Linked DNA regions of Mus musculus: region 1 is linked to region 2. Evidence: chromatin contacts called from public promoter capture Hi-C data. All regions are on one chromosome and are shown on one strand. The core of a region is the stretch at or near the end of the contact, and the rest is flanking DNA. Distances in the headings are between cores, read along the strand shown. Region 1 holds the start of 1700010G06Rik (a long non-coding RNA gene). Region 2 holds the start of Wdyhv1 (WDYHV motif containing 1).

Evidence for each region. Promoter capture Hi-C pulls out the DNA fragments that hold promoters and counts their contacts.
Region 1: a promoter capture Hi-C map of pre-B cells shows a contact between it and region 2, with 2.8 times the contacts expected there. The contact joins the promoter of 1700010G06Rik here to the promoter of Wdyhv1 in region 2. A contact is called at or near these places in 1 of 39 promoter capture datasets (pre-B cells) and 1 of 484 Hi-C or Micro-C datasets (CD4 T cells).

Annotation. Positions count from the first base shown.
Region 1 is chr15:64,312,624-64,315,509 of GRCm38.p6, reverse strand. 1700010G06Rik (a long non-coding RNA gene) reads right to left here and starts at 1,392. Exons shown (of 2, transcript XR_003951590.1): 1 at 977-1,392; 2 at 1-552. The region is part of intron 2 of Asap1 (ArfGAP with SH3 domain, ankyrin repeat and PH domain1); the gene reads left to right.
Region 2 is chr15:58,139,962-58,142,663 of GRCm38.p6, reverse strand. Wdyhv1 (WDYHV motif containing 1) reads right to left here and starts at 1,298. Exons shown (of 6, transcript NM_029734.2): 1 at 1,083-1,298. The coding sequence starts at 1,171.

The DNA of each region.
Region 1 (2,886 bases), core at 143-2,642, 6.2 Mb before region 2:
GTTCACAGAAGCTCGAGTCTGTGTGCACGTGTCTTTTTCTGGCTTTGGAGAGGATAAGTGTGTATTTCTGGGTAGTTCCCTGTAAAGAAACCCAGCCTTTCAGCTTTGCCCACGCCAGACTCTATTTGCTTTTAGATATCCAGGAATGGCGTTCGGGGTATTTGAGAAAAAGGGAGGTGCAGATGGTTTTGCACCAGGGCATGGTTTCAAATTTAAAGAGGATTATGGTCCATGAACCCCAGAGATGGTGGGTTGAGGTGCGAAGCTTTGAAATTCTAATTGCAGACCAGTCTAAGGAGGTATATGCTTACCAGAGCACAATATCTCATTGTTCATATAGTCCCCTCTTGGCTGGAGGAGGCAGGGGAGGGGCAGATACATAACATAATCTTCGGAGGAAACTGAAACAGCAATTGGTGGCGGCAGTTTGGGCTCTCCGGTGAATTCAGAAAGAAATCCCTGGCTGTTTACCACTGCTGAGCTTGGAATAATCTTGACTCGTTCATCTGCAGAGCCAGGTGTGGGAGCAAACCGGCTGGAGCTGGGAGGGCTCTGTGTGGTGGTCATTTTTGACACGCCTTACCCTCTTATTTGATAAACTCATGCCACCCAAACCCAAGGTATCTGAATTAGGAGAGAAAGCTGTGGAATTCAGGGTCTCTGGGAACAGACACACTTATTAGCTAAGTCTAGGCTCTGAACAACAGTTCATTTTTACTGTTTATGTCACACACACAGAGGAGTGCTGCCAGCTCAGTAGACAGGGCAGGTACTAGATGACAACTGGGGTGTGGGGGGTGGGACCAGACTGGCTCACAGCCCTGAGGAAGACAAATCCTTTCAGAGGGAAGCCCCAGTGCTCACTGATTTTTCTCGCTGATTTGCTCTCAGTACTTTATAGGGGAGCATGGGATTTCTGAGGCGCAGGGAGCTTAATTAGGCCAAGCTAGTGAGGGTCATATTTGTTCCAACTTACAGAATTTTCCAGATGCTGTGAGAAATGAGCTAGGATTCTCTTCTGGAATGTTCATTCTCCAAATGCTACATCTTGCAGCCCTGGCAACCAGTGAGCCTGCCCTTGTGGGGTGGTCAGCTGCCAGTCTCCTCCTGCCTTATTTTCTCCCTGAGAGCTAAACCCTCCATGTCTCCCAAACCAAACTTTTAAAGTACTGAGGAGAGAAAGTACTCTTGTTTATGTTTAACCTCTTTATTCACTAGTTTTTTTTAAAAGGTCAGTTTGCCAGGGATGTGTTTCTTTATGCTCATTCCCTTAGCAAGTTCTTCCTGTAGTAGGCGGAGACACTTCCCTGCCTTGGAGAGCACTGGTAGGAACCGCAGTGGAGGCACAGTGCACACCCAATTCGGTCAAGCCAGGAAGAGAAACAGCACACATTTTAACCCATTTTTTCCTATGCAGAGAGCAAGTCCTCATCCATGAACTCAGCCTCCTCCATGAGGGTCCCTGTCTTCTACTTTCATGGGAGGCAGTTAGGGGTCCAAGATTCCCAGCCAACAGGGTATCGAGTGGTGTATCCATTCTATTCTGCACACTTTGACTGAGCCTTCTCTGACCATGGTTTATGTATGGCTCTGTCATTTTCTCCTACTCCTCCTCTGTATTGCCTATTTGTCTGGTCCTCTGCTGCAAAGCAAATTCCAAGACAGCAGGAATGTGGCCCTTGCCGACATCACTCATCTCAGAATTTGTCAGCTTGTGAGGCGAACCTTTTCCTCTTGACATGCAGTCTTCTCCTCCCTCCCTGCCGGTCCTCACTCAAGACAAGCCCTCTCCGTGGGTCCCTGAGCCACACGACCCACACGCGGCCAGAAAGGCCAGCGAACACAACCTCTAGCTAGCTATATCGGACGGTATGCAGGCAGGTCTGAGTGGGCCACAGGGCTTGCCTTCCAAAGCAGGCTTTAATGGAGGCCAGTCATACGCTTTCAAGGGCTCCTGGAGGCCAATCCCAAGGACTAGGTGGGTTTTGTTGATACCATTCTCAAAATCTTCCAGTCGGTGGTGAGAAATTAGATGGGTATGTTGGACTAACAACAGTAGACATCTTGCTGGGGCTGAATTGGTACTTTTCTCAGAAGAAAGTCAGTTCCTGCTTAGCAGTGAAGAGCATTTGCACCTGAGAAATACTTTTTGCATCTCCGGATGCTCGGCGGTCCTCTGGGGTAGGGGAAGAAAAAAAAAAAACCAAATACATCTGGACAGATGAAAGTATTTTAAAACAACCCTTCCTGTCTCTGCACAAGGCACAGCATTGGCGTTCAGAGGGCAGCAGGGCTGCGCCCCCATCCCTCGGTCCGCGCAGAAGGGAGACGGCTTTCCGGGCCTCGCTTCCTGCACCCACTCGGGACTAAAAAAGAACACGAACAACTTTTTTTTTTTTTTTTTTTTTGGTCCCTCTCTTGCAAAAACGCTCGCGTAACCAGCTCGCTGAAGTAACCGCTCCGGGGGCGGCCGGGTGTGTGTGTGTGTGCGTGGGGCGCGGTTCCGGAGCCCCACGGGCACGAGCACCAGCGCCGGCGGCTGCGAGGTGGGGGCCGCGCGAGGGCCGGGCGGCGGGGGGGGGGGGTAAGTGGAGAGAGAGGGGCGGGCGGGGCGTGCGGGGCGCGTGCGCAGAGCACTTCCGTGTTTGTCCCCGTGACTGGCGCGGGCGCGCCGCCCGCCGCTCCGCGGGAGCGAGCGCCCCAGTCGGTCGAGCCTCGCCGCTTGTCAGCGCCACCGGAGCGGTCCGTTCCGCCCAGCCCCGCCCCTCCCCGTCGCGCCCCGCCCCGCCCCGCCCCGCCGCCCCTTGCGTGCGCTCGGGGAGGCGCGTCCCCGGCCGCCTGCGCGCGCCGCTTGCAGTTTGAAGGGCGCTGCGCCGCTCGCTCCGC
Region 2 (2,702 bases), core at 49-2,548:
TAGTTGTGTGGTCTGGGACAAACCACAACCATTCTATAGTTCAGCCTTTGTAGTGTCAATAATTACCACAGAACCTGTCTCCAAGACATCGCTCTACCACCCCCTGTTCTCAATCTGTGGGTCATGGCGTTGAATATCAGATATTTACACTACGATTCTTAACAGTAGCAAAATTAGTTGTGAAATAGCAACGAAGTTTTTACAGCTGTGGGTCACCACAACAAGAAGATCTGTATTAAAGGGTCACAGCCCTGGAAGATTGAGAACCAGGGCAAGCACTTGGACTTGAGCTAAAGTGGTCACTGGTCAGTCACAGCTGAATGCTAAGTTCTTAGAGTCCTTGTTTGAGTGACCAGCTAGAGTTGAGAGGAGTCTATTTAAATGATCCTGAGGTTTCTCCTGAGTTGGGATAGCAGTCCCTACACAAAAGGAAGATGAGGCCTAGGGACAAAAAAGGCAAGGTGAACGGTGTTTGCACAAGCAGCCTAGGACACTAACCTCACAATCCCGGGGCCTTGTGTAAAACAGCAGCACACCCTTCAGTACCTCAGAGTTCTTCCAAGCTGCAATCACACCAGTACCTACCTCTTGGGATTACTGTGAGGTTCAACTGAGTTAATTTACACCATGCACGCAAAACAATGCCTAGCATATGGCAAGGATGGTGCAAATGCAACCATTATCATATGGCCAGTAAGGTAATGCCAGTAAGGTAATCAGGGTAGCCAGTTGCCTGAACTGGATTTCCTACTACCACAAATTCTGTGTCTCCATTGTCTTTAAAATTATAAAGACGTATACTTCAACCTGAATCAATGCAGACTTCAACAGTTACCATTGGGTCTCCAGCCTAACTCCCCTCCCTCCCTTGTCCCTATGCACTAAGACGCCCCGACTTCACCCCACTGCTCAGGCTCAGCTAAGGAGACCAGAAATGCGTTCCCCACCCTCCTCATCCCGGCGCTAAACCCGGGCAGTGTAGGCCAGCAGCAGCACTCAGGGGAGCATCCAGGAGAGGGGCGCATTGGTGGCGGCGCGCGAAACCGCGCAGATTCCCGGGGTCCGCGCCCGCGCTCTCTCACCAATAGCAGCTGTTGTAGACACATGCGTCCCGCGTAGGACAGACCGGCTGGTACTGCGGGGCCGTGGCGGCGGGGCCGTCCCCCTCCATGACCCGAAGCTGTGGCTCACAGGTCAACTAAACAACCCGCTGGCCGCAATTGTCGCCAGTCTCCCAGGAGGAGAGGACAACAGAGTAGGCGGCCAGGACAGTTTCCGGGTGGGAGAGCCGAGAGCCGGGTGGGCGGGGCCCCGTGCAGCGTGAGGGCGGAGCCCGGGATGACGAAGCCTGCGTGGTTCCGGGTGGGCGGGGCCTGAGAGAATGAGTGGGATCTGAGGGGGGTGGGGGTGGGGCGAGGCTGGTGGAGAGGGGGCTGGGAATGCGAATCTTAGGATGACTTGAACTGTGTAGTTCTTGCCAGGTTTTGCGTGGTGGGTGGAGCCTGTGGCAGAGCGGGATGCACTTAGAGGCTTCCCTCTCGCCCCGCCCCCCCCACCACCCGGACCCCAAACCGAACCTGTTCTTGAGCTACGCTGCGTAGACCTAGTCGCCCTCCCATGGAGGGATTGCTTGTGTTGTTGCCAGTGTTTAGATATGAGCTTCCGGATACACTTAAAACTCCAGCTAAGGTTGCCCGCTGTGTGAAACCAGAAGAAACTCTAAACTAAGAGATGCTTGGGCACGCACGAAAGCTGAACCTTTAGAGCAGGAACTGAGAAAGAAAGGCGAACGGGGGGGGGGGGGGGGGGTGTTAGTGCAGTGCACCCAGATCTCACCATATTGTAATTTAATTTCTTCTCATCTGGATCTCTCTCCCTCTCCGTGTGTGTGTGTGTATTTTAAAGAAAAAAAGTTTTAACCAGGTGTGGTGACAGACACCTAAAGTCCTTGCATGCAGGAGACTGAAGCAGGAGGATTGCTTCTAATGCAAGGTGATCCTAGACTACAAAAGAATTTTTCTTTTAAAAAAAAAAAGATTTAAAGAGTCTGGATAGCATTTTGTGTTAATCATATTTATTTTCAAAAGAGAAGACACCAAATTGCTAAAACAGTGTTTATGCATAGTGAATTAAAGACATAGAGAACTGTCTCTATAGACATCCCAGTCTCCTGTGTGTGCCTTAAGTGCTCAGAGAACCTCCCTGCAAACGCTGGACTTCTTAAGATTAGATTATAGGCCACCCACAGACTCTCAGCCTTCTGAGACCCCAACCCCATAAAGTGCTGTGCTGGTGGTATTCTGGTGAACTTCAGCTGCTGTCCAAAACCCATAAATCCTACAAACTAAACATGTGTTTGTGTCTGTTACCAATTTATTGTTTCAGCTTGAATACTCCCTTCAACAGAGGCTGGGAGGCAGGGAGTGGCAGTCATGAAGCCTCTCTTGGTTAGTACAAAGTGAGTGTGAAGTTAAGCTTTCTCAGTAGAAGGATGGAAAGAGATTGCAAGGGAAAGAGGATCCCTGCAGTTTCTAGAAGGGACCAGAGCTAGTTGTGTGATCATCCTGCCCTCCAGTGGAGTCAGCTCTGGACAGACACCAGAACTTGGGGAAGCCTGCTTGCAGTTGTGTGTGGACAGCAATGGCCTTCTGTCTTAATCAGGGTTTCTATTCCTGCACAAACATCATGACCGAGAAGCAAGG